Regions from separate parts of the Sus scrofa genome. Here region 2 is linked to region 1. The links are chromatin contacts, called in public HiChIP or PLAC-seq maps. All regions are on one chromosome and are shown on one strand. The core of a region is the stretch at or near the end of the contact, and the rest is flanking DNA. Distances in the headings are between cores, read along the strand shown. Region 1 overlaps HSPG2 (basement membrane-specific heparan sulfate proteoglycan core protein). Region 2 holds the start of LOC100517477.

Region 1 (6,826 bases), core at 1,379-3,878:
CATTTGCCCTGGTGGCAGAGAGAAAGGAAGGTCCTGTGGGGCAGAGCCGGGGCCTTGGCTGCCCCCATGGAAGCCCCCAGCAGCAAATATAAGGACCCTTCCAGTTGTGAGCAATAAAAAACCCATGCCATCTGTCTTGTCTACAGTGAAGAAACTACTAGCTCATGCAACTACAAAGGCCAAGAATAACTGGTGTCAGGCATGGCTGGATCCAGGGCCTCATAAGGACTTGATCTCAGCTGGCACCGTTCTCCAGCTTCCAGTCTGACTAGTAAAGGAGATTTCTCTGTTCCAGTAGAAAGTGCAGAAGTGCCAGGCTCACATGTTCGTGAACCTGATGGACCAGAGAGGGGGGATGGTGGAATGTGCACATCCACAGGCCTGGCTCATGTCTCCACTGCAGAGGAGGGGATGGGCCCTCAAACCCCACCTTCTGCATGTACAACCGTTTCCTTCAAAGGAAACCAGGACTGGAGTGCCCATGGCTCAGTGGGTTAAGAACCTGACATCTCTGTGAGGATCGGGTTCGATCCCTGGCCTCGCTCAGTAAGTTAAGGATCTGGCATTGCCACAAGCTGTGGTGTAGGTCACAGACGTGGCTCAGATCGGCTGTGGCTGTGGCTGTGGTGTAGGGCGGCAGCTGCAGCTCCAATTGGACCCCTAGCCTGGGAACCTCCGTATGCCACGGGTACAGCTCTAAAAAGGCAAAAAACAAAGGAAACCAAGACTGCAGTTTGCAAAACAGGGAAATGGATTCTGAGCAAATAAATAAAAACCACCTACCCTGGAGGCAAGAGTTCTGAGGGGCTACCCTCCACACCCCCGTGTCCCTGCCATGGCTGAGAACTTTGGAGCCTCCTGCTACCTCCCCATGGTGGTCCCTGTCATTACCCCCCGTCTGCTTATGGAAAGTTCCTTTCATGGAAGGGACTTGGGGCTTGTTTGCTGGGATTGTGAGACAGTGGGAAAGGGGGTTACTGCCACTAAATCTCAGACAGAAGGAACTGAGAGATGTCCTGTCACTTAGGCAACCACCGGCCTCTGATTGGGTGCCAGGGACCACACGGGTACAAAAAGGCCTCCAGAGGCTCTGCCCCCTCCCCTGTATGGTCACCCCCCCCCCCAGAGGAGGACTGAGTCAGGTTGTGACCACAGGGCTTGCCTCTTGCAGGTGGCAGCCTACGGTGGAAAGCTGCGATACTCTCTCTCCTACACGGCGGGGGCCCAGGGCAGCCCGCTTTCTGACCCTGACGTCCAGATCACGGTGAGCACGTGGGTTCCACACCAGGCAGACAGAAGGGAGAGGCAGAGGCAGGGGACACCCTCAGTGTTTCTGTCCTCTCGGTCCAGCACTCAGCTGACCCGGCACCCACCCACTGGTCGGGCCCATGCCCCAACCCCACCATTTGGACACTACCCAGGCAGAGGCCCGGCTGGCAGGCGATGGGGGCAGTGGGCACCCACCTGATTCCTTTGGGCACATAAGCTTGGGAGATTGGAGAGGTGGGAGGCTGGGATTGGAGGATCCCACTGTCCCCAGAGCCCCTTAATTCCCCTCCCGATCCCCCTGGTGTCTCTCTAGGGCAACAACATCATGCTGGTGGCCTCCCAGCCAGCGCTGCAAGGCCCAGAGAGGAGGAGCTACGAGATCATTTTCCGAGAGGTGAGAGGCATCACACCACGTCTGACCCCTCTCACTGTCCACCCTGCTTTGAGGCCTGGTTTTGATTCTAGCCACCCTTGCCTCTCACTCCCCCATCCTCAGCTCACAGCCCAGGAAGGCAGGAGCTGGGGGCGGGGGTGCTGCGGGAGAAGCACCCACAATCCAACACCCCTCACCTGCAATTGCTGTCACTACCCCCCTACCCCAGGAATTCTGGCGCAGGCCTGATGGGCAGCCGGCCACACGTGAGCACCTCCTGATGGCGCTGGCAGACCTGGACGAGCTCCTGGTCCGGGCCACGTTCTCCTCGATGCCACTAGCAGCCAGCATCAGCGCAGTCAGCCTGGAGGTCGCCCAGCCCGGGCCTTCGGAGGGACCCCGGGCCCCCGAGGTGGAGGAGTGCCGCTGCCCCCCGGGCTATGTCGGCTCATCCTGCCAGGTGAGTGTGGCCAGCCCAGGTGTCTGCGCTAACACAGCTGGGTCAGCCAGCAGTTGCCTGGGAGTTCCATCATGACTTGCGCGTACTTGGCCACGTCTCATTTATTCTTCATGACAGCGCTGCGAGATGTGTGATCATCCCCTTTTAACAGACTTTTTTTAATGAGACGCTAAAGGTGGGTGACATACCCAAGGGCACAGAGCTACACTCAGCCGAGGTTAAGACCCAGCTTGTGCTCCCAGGGCGCCCGCCAGAGACAGGAGACAATACCAAGACACAGAGCAGAGCGGGAAAGAGTCTCCGAATGGCATTTCCCAACAACATGAAGATTCTAGAGGAAGATTCTAGGCAGGAGGGCAGAGTAAGCAGAAGTTCAGAAAGAGGAATGTGTGGGGACATAGCCTGCGAGGCAGGAGGTCTCCTCTGGGAAGCGGGGTGGGGGGCGGTTCTTTAGCCCTGGAGCAAGGCTAGTCCAGCAGGGACTGCCAAGCCGCCCAGGGAGTGCTGGGATCAGCACTGGGCCCAAGGAAAATTCCTCTGCCCGTAGTGAGTGAGATGGATGCGGGGGAGATGGCCCTCTTGGGAGGGGAGGGCAGCGGGGGGTGTGGAACAGCAGGCTGTCCTCTGGAGAGACTCCAGAACATCTGCAGGGTTTGGCGGGAGACTGAACCCAAGGGCAGGGCCCGAGCTGACTCTTCATTACTGAATCCCCAGGCACATGGCAGGCGACCAGCCAACTTCTCATGCGTGAACAGGGAACTGGGGAAGGGGGATCACGGGAGACAAGGGACAGGGCTGCGATGCCAGGTGGGCGGCAGGGAGGTTGAGTGTGAGAATAGTGCCCCCCAGTTCAGGAACTCCCAGTGCGAGGTCCACATCTCTGCAGTTGTACATCTCTGCACCTTTGCTGTGGCCACAAAAGCTTTCAAATCCAAATAGGAATTCCCATCGTGGCGCAGCGGAATGAATCCAGCTAGGAGCCATGAGGTTGCGAGTTTGATCCCTGGCCTCGCTCATGGCGTTGCCATGAGCTGTGGTGTAGGTCACAGATGCGGCTGGGATCTGGTGTTGCCGTGGCTGTGGTGTAGGCCGGTGGCAAAAGCTCCGATTGGACCCCTAGCCTGGGAACCTCCATATGCTGTGGGGTGTGGGCCTAAAAAGACAAAAAAAAAAAAAAAAAAAAAAAAAATCAAATCCAGATAGATGAACTTGGCATCCCATGAAGTTATAAATTTTTACACATTTTGAAGGAGAACCCCTAGGCAAAGCAGAATCCTTGGTGCACATTTTCTGCAGTGAAATAAAACAGGTTTATAAACATCCCTTTGAAATGGTCAGGGAGGGAGGCCCTGGAGAGATTTCAAAGAAGAGGCCGCGAATAGCAATTCATTGTTCTCAGAACCCATGGTGACTCACTGGGGATGTGTAAAAACATCCTTGGCTGTAGGAGTGCTACCTCTTTCCCTTCGCTGAGTGAATTTAATCACAGTCGTAAAGATCTTCCAGGACTCATCCCAAATCCAGGTCTCCTGAACCCCTTTTTTCCATCTAGAGGTTGTTTTTCTTTTTTTTTTTTTTTTTTTTTTTTATTTTCCCACTGTACAGCAAGGAGGTCAGGTTATCCTTAGATGTATACATTGCAGTTACAGTTTTTTCCCCCACCCTTTCTTCTGTTGCAACATGAGTATCTAGACATAGTTCTCAATGCTATTCAGCAGGATCTCCCTGTAAATCTAAGTTGTGTCTGATAAGCCCAAGCTCCCGATCCCTCCCACTCCCTCCCCCTCCCATCAGGCAACCACAAGTCTCTTCTCCAAGTCCATGATTTTCTTTTCTGAGATGTTCCTTTGTGCTGGATATTAGATTCCAGTTATAAGTGATATCACATGGTATTTGTCTTTGTCTTTCTGGCTCATTTCACTCAGTATGAGATTCTCTAGTTCCATCCATGTTGCTGCAAATGGCATTATGTCATCCTTTTTTATGGCTGAGTAGTATTCCATTGTGTATATATACCACATCTTCCGAATCCAATCATCTGTCGATGGACATTTGGATTGTTTCCATGTCCTGGCTATTGTGAATAGTGCTGCAATGAACATGCGGGTGCATGTGTCTCTTTTAAGTAGAGCTTTGTCCGGATAGATGCCCAAGAGTGGGATTGCAGGGTCATATGGAAGTTCTATGTATAGATTTCTAAGGTATCTCCAAACTGTTCTCCATAGTGGCTGTACCAGTTTACATTCCCACCAGCAGTGCAGGAGGGTTCCCTTTTCTCCACAGCTAGAGGTTGTTTTTCTATAAGGACTCTGCCGGAAGAGTTTTCAGCAACAAAGCCCTAGGGATGGAGAAGGGTTCTCCATTAAGGATGAACTGTTAGGAATTCCCATTGTGGTTCAGCCAGTTAAGAACCTGGCATAGTGTCTATGAGGATACGGGTTTCATCCCTGGCCTCACGCCATGGGTTAAGGATCTGGCGTGGCTGCAAGCTGTGGCATAGACCAACAGCTGCAGCTCTGATTCGACCCCTAGCCTGGGAACTTCCATGTGCTGCATGTGGTGCCATAAAAAGAAAAGCAAAAGATTAAGATTGAACTATTATTTCAGTATATTGAGTGACTGAAGATGCCAGGCAGAATGGGGGCAGATACTGTCCCAGCTCTGGAGTGTTGGGAAAATGAAGATGGGGAACGAGGGCTCCTGAGGGGAAGGGGGGGCTGGGCTGGAGAACTAGGAGCCAGTTAGGAGCCTTGATGGTGGAGGGGGATGGAGGAGAGGGGTTCTGGGCTGCTGGCTTTGGGTGGGACCACATTGGAGATAGAGGCCAGCTCTCCGCTCTACCCCCAGGATTGTGCCCCAGGCTACACGCGCACTGGGAGTGGACTCTACCTCGGCCACTGTGAGCTCTGCGAATGCAATGGCCACTCAGACCTGTGCCACCCAGAGACTGGGGCCTGCTCGGTAAGATGCAAGCAGGGCCAGGGCAGGGGTCAGCTCGGCTGGGCCTGGGTGGGGTCTCAGGGATGGATGTGGGGTACAGAGGGATACATTTGGTAAGGTCAGCTTCGGTCTGGGGCAAGGTCACAGGACACAGTCTACGGGGCAAAGCATCTAGACCAGCAGGTCTGGTCCTCAAGGGGTTTCGGGCATGGTGGCCAGGACTGTGGAATAACGTCCTTCTCGATGAAGAAAACCTTGGTCCCTGCTATTTCTTAACACCACAGTGACACATGTTTTCCGAAGAAGAATCAGAATATAGAGATAACTTAACAAGAAAGTAAAAAGTCCCAGTAATCCTACCATCTGGAAATAATTATTGTCAACATTGGACTGTGGAGCGCTTTTGCTCTTTTTTCTGGGGAGTTATTTATACAGATTACTATACCTTTCGTTGTTTACAAATAAAAATAGGATCATCATGTTTGATGACTGACTTTTTTCCCGTACAAGTTCATGGACATCTTTCAATATTTGAATACTTTTTTTATACCTGAACTTTTCAGAGGGGTGCATGTACAGCCCTCCAGCCTTATGTAGCCAAGGACTGGGTGGTGGACAGAGCCACAAACTAAAAGTGGAGTGAAGAACGTGCTGTATTAAAAGAAACATGCCTCTCTTTGGAGAACATAAAACCCACAGGCATTTTTACAATGAGGTGCTTCTTTACAAAACTCTGCCCTGACATCCCCAGGTGCAACCTTCACCTTCCTCTTCTATTGCAGGGGTTGAGGGAGAACAATGTAAGAAATGCAATCAGTATCTGACTCTTTGATAGCTATTTGAGTGGATGTGCTTTCATTTTCCCAGGTCTTTGTTCAAGGGTCTTTCCAGCATTTTGCTTTTGTAAAGACCCCTGAGAGGAGCATCCTGTAGTGAACTCTTTGTGCCCCTCTGCAATTATTTCTTTAAGATAAGCTTGCACACATGGGATTTCCAAGTCAAGGAATTACAATTGTATGTTTTTTGGTAAATGGTGCCAAACAGCAAGTGGCTAACATCCTTACACCTCACAGCAATGCCAGCACAACGCCGCTGGGGAGTTCTGCGAGCTGTGCGCACCTGGCTACTATGGAGATGCCACGGCTGGAACACCTGAGGACTGCCAGCCCTGTGCCTGCCCACTGACCAACCCAGAGAACATGTGGGTGCCTTCACTCAAGGCCCAAGGAAGAACTCCCACTGGGGAGTGGAGGACACTGCACCAACTTGGGGGCAGAAGTGGAGGGAACGGGTTGGGGAGTGGGTGTTGCATGGCCTGACCTTTGCCTCTCTGATTCCAGGTTCTCCCGCACCTGTGAAAGCCTGGGAGCTGGTGGGTACCGCTGCACAGCCTGCGAACCTGGCTACACTGGCCAGTACTGTGAGCAGTAAGTTTACAAATAGGCGGGATGGAGGGGGTGGGCGGCCTATAGTAGATTCCTAGGTGAGAGTCCCGGATGGTGTTGCTCAGAAACGTACCTACCAGGATCGTGCCTAAAACCCTTCCAAGATTCTCCATTGCCCTTGGGACCAGCCCAAGCTCTTTTATCAGTCTTCGTCTTATCCCACTTCTGACACCCAACTCTGTGCTCTAGCTGGCTTAACTTCTTGACTTGTTCATGTTTCCCTCTACGTGGAACTTTCTTCACCCTCAAAGCCCTACCTCCCCTGTTCCTAACTCCTGCCTAGCCTTCAAGGTTCAGCTTCATTCTCTCATTCAGCACATTTTTTTATTGAACATCTAC
Region 2 (6,773 bases), core at 2,594-5,093, 83 kb before region 1:
TCATATTTGTCCATTCCTGTGGTATAAATATTCCCACCAAGGCTGATTTCAAGCTACCAACGGTTTAACAACCAGCTCACCAGATTCCAGAATATTTCAGAATCGGCTTTTGTGGGCCAGTATGAGCTGGCTCCCACATACCCCTGCAGCTCCACTGGGCCTGCAACAGGGGGCCATCTCGTGACATTAGCTGTTGTTGCCAGTCTGCTGAGCCAGCCATGATCACTGGGCACCTTCCTAACCCCCGTTCCACAGAACGGGAGATCGAGCTTTGGAGAGTTTCAATACTTACCTATCCGAAGTCACAGCACAAGCCAATTACTTGCTGTCCGATTTCCCATGTCTTATCTCAGCAAGGTGTATGTAAGGGAGTTCCTGCTGTGGCTCAGAGGGTTACAAACCCGACTAGCATCCTTGAGGATGTGGGTTCGATCCCTAGCCTGGCTCAGTGGGTTAAGATCCACGTTGCTGTGAACTGGGGTAGCAGATGAGGCTCAGATCCCATATTGCCGCGGCCGTGGCATAGGTCGGCAGCTGGAGCTCCAATTGGACCTCTAGCCTGGGAACTTCCATATGCCGAGAGTGTAGCCCTAAAAAGCAAAAAAAAAAAAAAAAAAAAAAAAAAAGCGAGGTGTGTGTATGTAAGGACGTATATAAGCCTACACATGACCATCACCCCACCCCCTTAGAGGGAATTTCCCAGGCCCCATAAAGATGAGAGTCCTCTCCCCTCCCAGACTGGCCGCTCTACCTTAAAAGCCCTGAGGGGGCTTGGCAGCGGGGATGTTCTTGTTGGCTGGGGCTCCTGCCAAGCCACACCTGCCCCAGTGCTCCTGAGCTTAGATCTGTCCTAGCTTGTACCTGTCACATGTAGGCTTGGGCAAGTACTGTTTCGGCAGCTGGTGAGCAGAGGGCCCATATCCTTGAGCGTGTCACCCTAGGTGAGGTGACTCACGGTGCTTGGTGCTTGGGTGGATGGAAGGCTGCAGGTGGGGGAGGGCAAGAACCCAGCCCTGGAGAGATTTTCAGCCCTGCAGGCAGGCTGGCCCCAGGCCAGATAAGGGCCCAGGTGAGTCACCTGCCAAGAGGTGCTAGAGGCTGGGACAGATGTCTTCCAGGCAGGGTGGGACAATGACAATTTCATGGCTCTTGGCTCTAGCCGTCCCCTGAATTAAGATGGACTCACATGTATGGCTGCTGGGCTTGTTTCTTTTTCTTCTTTTCTTTTTTTAGCAGCATCCGAGGCACATGGATATTCCTGGGTCAAGGATGGAACCTGCATCATAGCAGCGACATAAGCTGCTACAGTGACAATGCCGGATCCTTAAAACCCTGTGCCACAAGAGAACTCCTGGATTTGCTTCTTATCTGTGATGCTTCCAAGAGCCATGGGGCTGAAAGGACACAGGGACACTCTTCCCAACATGTCAGGGCCAGGTTTGCCAGGGTGTGATGGGGAGGGGAGGGTGGAACAGGGTAACTGCCCAGTGGCAGGAGAGGGGTTAATGAGCAGCTTATGCACTAATGGGGCAGGGTCCTGCAGTCTTGGTGCAGCGGGTATTTCCTTCCCTTCTTGGAGAGCTCAGGGGATTGAGATGCCTTTGAACACTGAGCCTGGGATGGGGAAAGGGCCCCTGGTGGTCTTAGTGGGGAGGAGACAGGGATGTGGGTAGGACTGCAGCAGTGCGGGGAGGGGGGGTGTCAGATGTGAGGAGAGAGTGGGAGGGGCAAGGGCTGATGGAAAGCCCACACTTTGCTGCTGGTTTGGCAATGCAGAGAAGGAGCCAAGGTTGGAGGTGGCCCAGATGGGGCAAGGGTGGGGGCCACTGTGGCTGGAGGCCATGCAGGGAGGGGCACCCCACCAATCCAGGACGTTCTGAGACCTGGCATCCATCCTGCTGTGCTAGGGAAGGAGAGGCAGCTGGCCTGGGCTGGCTGGTGGAGGATGGGAGCTCACTGAGAGACAGGGCTACAACTTCCCTCCAACCTGGAGAGACAGGCTAGACCCTTCCAAAGCGTCTCAGTTCACAGGGTCACTCACTGTGTTCTCACTGACTAAGTGGCCCACCCTCTTCCTTGCTTTAGTGCTTAGGTTCTGGAGCTAAAATGCTGGGTTTTATTTCTTTGTTTATTTTTATTTTTTTGTCTTCTTTAGGGCTGCACCTATGGCATAAGGAAGTTCCCAGGCTAGGGGGTCGAATCAGAGCTGCAGCCAGCCACCAGCCAACCCCATAGCCACAGTAACGCCAGATCCGAGGCGTGTCTGTGAGCTACACCACAACTCAGGGCAATGCTGGGTCCTTAACCCACTGAGCAAGGTCAGGGATCAAACCTGTATCCTCATGCATGCTAGTCGGGTTCATTACTGCTAAGCCACAGAGGGAACTCCAAAACACTGGGTTTTAATTCTGGCTGCTGGGTGAGCTTGGGTAAGTCTCTTACCCTCTCTGAGCCTCGGTGACTTCATCTAGAGAACAAAACACCTACCTCCCCGGGCCTTCGAGGACTAAATGAGAGGGTGGCTATGTGGCCTGGCACAGATCATGTCAGGTTCCTTGACACATAGTAGGTGCTCTGCCATGTCCGTTTCTCAGGGATGGGTCTAGGCTTATGGGGGGGGGGGGGCAGGCAGCTTCCCCATACTCTCCCCCACCCGTGTCCTGGGGCTTGGAGTCAGCTGGACCCAGGCCGGCCAGGCCTGAGTCCAGGCTGGGCCCTGAAAGCCCAGGATCTAAGGGCAGAACCACCCTCCCCCCACCAGGGGAGGGGGCCCTCCGTCTCCACCCCATTCTGGCCTCCCAGCCTCTCCTGGCTCTGAAGGCCTCTGTGGCCCCCAGAGGACCTCAGAAGCCCCTGGAGTTGGGGATGCCAGAGAAGGACATTCCTGGTCTTATGGGACCCAGCCTGGCTTTCTGGGAAGATGAAGGAATAGCACATTCCTCCTGAAATAATTGTCCTGGAGCTATTTCCAGAGGCTCTTAATGCCCAGGCCAGAAATGGCCAGTGATCTCGGCGCCTGGGTACCTTCAGGGCAAACGGCACACAGGCCCAGCCCTCTCGCTGGCTGTCTGCCCGCCTGCCCAGCCCCCGGCCCGGAACAGAACCAGGCCTGGCTGAGGCCCCACAAGGAAACAGTTGCCATGGCTTCCCTGGCCCACTGAGTTGCCCTACACACCTCTTCCTCCTTCTCAGGGGGTCCCCCTGGTCCCTCCTCTTGGCTCCCTGTCTCAGTGGCTATAACCAGCCCATCCCAGGGCAAAAGGCCAGTCCCTCTCAGAGATCGTGGGCTGGGAAATGTCTAGTGGAGGCTTCCATGTAAACGTGCTTTGTGCTCCTGGAGCTGATCATTAAGAAACGTCAGATAAATCCAAAGTGGAAAAGATACTCCAAAACAATTGGCCTACATTCTTCAAACCCGTAAATGTCAGAAAAGACGAAGAAAGACTGAGGAGGAGTTCCCCTGTGGTGCAGCGGAAACAAATCTGACTAGTCTCCATGAGGATGTGGGTCCGATCCCTGGCCTTGCTCAGTGGGTTGGGGATCCAGCATTGCCATGAGCTGCGAGTGGGTCACAGACTCGGCTCGGATCCCATGTTGCTGTGGTTGTGGTGTAGGCCAGCAGCTGCAGCTCTAAAAAAAGAAGAAAAGAGAAAGAAAGAAAAAAAGACAGACAGACAGACAGACAGACGAGGAACTTCCAGGCTGAGGGGGACCAAAGAGACCTGAAAACGGCAATGCTTGATCGGGAATTGGCTCATGGGTTGAGGATATTGTTGCCATGGAGAACATCGGGGCGGGGGCGGGGTGGGGGAGTAATTGGTCAAATTCAAATGTGGACTGTGTATTAGCTAATAGCTAAGAGCGCTCTCTCAGTGTTAACTGTCCTGTATTTGATAACTGAACAGGTAAGAAAAGGTTCTTGTTCTCCCAACACGTAGGAGAGTCACACTGAAGTAGTCAGGAGTAAAAGCTGCTGTTATCTGCAACTTACTCTCAAGATAACAACAATCAGTGTGTGTGTGTGTGTGTGTGTGTGTGTGTGGTTTGTGTGTGTGTGTTGATAAATGCAGCACTATGTTTCTAATTAGTAGATTCGAATAAAAAGTACATGCAAGTTCATTATCGCTTACATTTTCAGTAAGTTTGAAAATTTTTCAAAACAGAGAGCAAAAGTGTATTTTCAGTACTTGTGGGAATGAAATAATGGAGAGAAATGATGGAGGGCAAAAACCATGAGATTTCGAAGGGGAATCTTGTTCATTCATTCAAGAAACAGGACCTAGATGCCCCCTAAGGACCAGGCCCCAGTGAGAGAGGGACACAGGAGTCCTGAAAGGAATCCACGGGCTCTAGCCCACCGTAGCGTAAGTACCCAGCCCGGGATCACTGACAGTGAGGCAAGAAGAAAGGAAAGAAAGTGCCGTTATGCTGTGGATCACCCAAAGGGATAACCTTTTAGGGAGACTCAATAGATGTTGGCTGACCCAACGAGAAAAAAAAGGTAACTGATGCTGACCACAGCCACGACAAGAGTTATATTAGGCCGGGCATAGAACTTCCTGACTCTCAGCATAATTAAATACGAGAAAAACAACAGGGAACACTGGAAAACGTCCACCCCATCTTCACTTTAAAAATAGGGCCCATCTGTCCTGGAGAACTTTGTGTGCTGCTGGCCCTGGGGCAGGGGCCTGGCCAGGGTGACCCCTGGAGGCATCTCCCAGCTCCAGGATTCCATGATTCTATGACATGGCCAGCAGTCTGGAGTGGGGGCATGAGGTTATTCCCCAGTGGAGAACCAGAGGAGGGCTAGGTCACCTACCTCCTGAAGGAAGAGTAAGAGTGGGGAAGGGCCCTTAGGGCAGGTGGGGCGCAGCCAGCCAGGAAGGGAAGGGAAGGGTGGGGACCGTGGGGGGTCAATCCTCAGTCACCTCCCATATTTCCGGAGGAGGAGATGGGGTGGGCTCAGGCCGGGATTGGAAGAGGCAAGAGTCTGGACATTCCATGCGATTCAGACCCAAAGGACAAGGGCAGCTGAGGGGCCTCGGGCTGGGAGGGGGCAGGCAGCTGTTTTCTGGGTGGGACAGGCTCAAATATTGCTCCATCCTCTCTAGGCAGAAGTGGAAAATTAGCATCGGACTGGCCGTAGTGGGAGAGAGAAATCAGAGCCTTCCTTCTGGTAAGGGGGAGTACTGGGGACCTAGGGGACAATGGGATTGGGGGTGGGGCCTAGGGACAGGAGGTGGGGATAAACGGAGCAGAGCCTGGTTAGGCCCTTGTCCCTGTAAAATGCCCACTTTGGGACCGAGAGGAGTAGGCATCCCAAAGCCCCCTTCTCTTGTGAGGGGGACGGGAAGATCCCCTACTGGCAGGAAGGATGAAGACCAAACATCCTAGAAGGTTCTGTCTCACAAGTCCAGCCCCATTCGTAGACTAAGAGCACCCCCTAGCCCCACCCCTCCCCCGTTTGAGGTTCCTAAAGTCAAGATCAGCTTAGTTACAGGCTTAGCAAGTCCCCTTCTCCATCTGGTTCTCCCCATCCGTGCCCCAATCCAGGCAGGCAGAACAACAGGTGTGGTGAGAATTCTTCCCTAGTGGATGGCAAGGGGGGGGCCAAAGTCACCCCGACAACATGGCGTTGTCTTTCAGCAATCATCAGACACACCCAAGATAGCACCTTGGTCCCTACCACTTACAAGGCAAGTCCCAGCATCTCTCTGAGCCTGTTTCCTCATCTGTCAACTAGGAATAGAATAGGAACGACCTCTTTGATTTGTAGTGAGACTTACAAGTAAGGCACAAGCAAAGGGCTGGGCAAAGAGAGAGGGCATGTATTGTTTTGTTTCTAAGACACTTTTTTAGAATCAGGGTGCACCGTGGAGTTGATGATTAACTAATGCCTGGAATTCCACCATTAGAGACTCAGTCCTTGGCCTTCGTGATCAGCTGGAGTCCCCGCTTAAAAGGTGGATGGGAATTTCAGACTGTAGGCTAGAGCTAAAGGGAAAAAAAGACCAGCCATTTTTTCTAGGGCGCCCTCTGGCCTCGGCTGTTCTCAGGGTCTTGCTTACCTCCCCTTCTCTTGGCCTTTGTGCTTTCTGATGAACAGGGTATCCACTTTGCAGTTTGAGAGTCCCTGGGCCTGGGGGGAGGGCTGGGGGAGGGAGAAGGGGTCGTGCTGGCCCTCTGGAGACAGAGGGGACACCTGGAGAGAAAGCCTGGTGGGAGGGGGCAGGGAGCCAAGGAGAGACAACACGACTCTCTCCTCGCCAGGCCCGGGAACCAGCCCCCAGGTGAGTTCTCAGCCAGTCTGTACCACGAAGCTTTGTCTGCCCCCACCAGGACGATGTCTGGACGCCACATGAGCCGTTCCAATACTTACAGCTGCTTGAAATATCCCAACAACGTGTCCTTTCTCACCCAGACTCCAGGCTGGTCCCACAGCCCCAACGTGACGGGGGATAACAACCTCAACTGCTCTCGTACCCCGAGTGGCTCGGAGGTGAGCAGCAGCCCTTCAGAGCAGTCCAAGAGCCCCGGATCCCCCAGACTCCCAGTGAGGAGAATCTGCACGGGCCGGCCTTACAACTCCAAGTGCATAGAGACAAGCCACTTGGCAAGCTGCCCCAAGGCGGCCAGAAAGCCTGCTTGTCTTGGCAGCTCCCACTGCCTGCTCTGTACAGATCGCCCCTCTGGTCCCTCGAGCCCCACCTTCCTGGACCAACTCATCAGAGGCATCAACTACCTCGACAGATCCACCAATGCCTTCTACA

The links. HiChIP or PLAC-seq counts read pairs in DNA pulled down with a chosen protein or histone mark.
Region 2: an H3K27ac HiChIP or PLAC-seq map of skeletal muscle shows a contact between it and region 1. The contact joins the promoter of LOC100517477 here to the enhancer-like site in region 1. A contact is called at or near these places in 1 of 5 promoter capture datasets (liver), 9 of 47 Hi-C or Micro-C datasets (embryonic fibroblasts, fetal heart ventricle, mesenchymal stem cells and 3 more) and 1 of 2 datasets of contacts at active chromatin or transcription factors (skeletal muscle).

What each region holds. Positions count from the first base shown.
Region 1 is chr6:79,886,348-79,893,173 of Sscrofa11.1, reverse strand. HSPG2 (basement membrane-specific heparan sulfate proteoglycan core protein) reads left to right here. Exons shown (of 97, transcript XM_021095494.1): 39 at 1,172-1,264; 40 at 1,583-1,663; 41 at 1,872-2,102; 42 at 4,950-5,063; 43 at 6,116-6,243; 44 at 6,383-6,469. Among named protein-coding and RNA genes, the nearest start is that of LDLRAD2, 52 kb to the right of the region's middle. Within about 2 kb of position 2,628, at least 20 of the 83 cell types and tissues checked have an H3K27ac peak or open chromatin away from gene starts, as enhancers often do. A contact at or near this core is called in retroperitoneal adipose tissue, skeletal muscle and subcutaneous adipose tissue, where this site is marked.
Region 2 is chr6:79,970,438-79,977,210 of Sscrofa11.1, reverse strand. LOC100517477 reads left to right here and starts at 3,843. Exons shown (of 3, transcript XM_021097836.1): 1 at 3,843-4,836; 2 at 5,115-5,179; 3 at 6,343-6,773. The coding sequence starts at 6,347.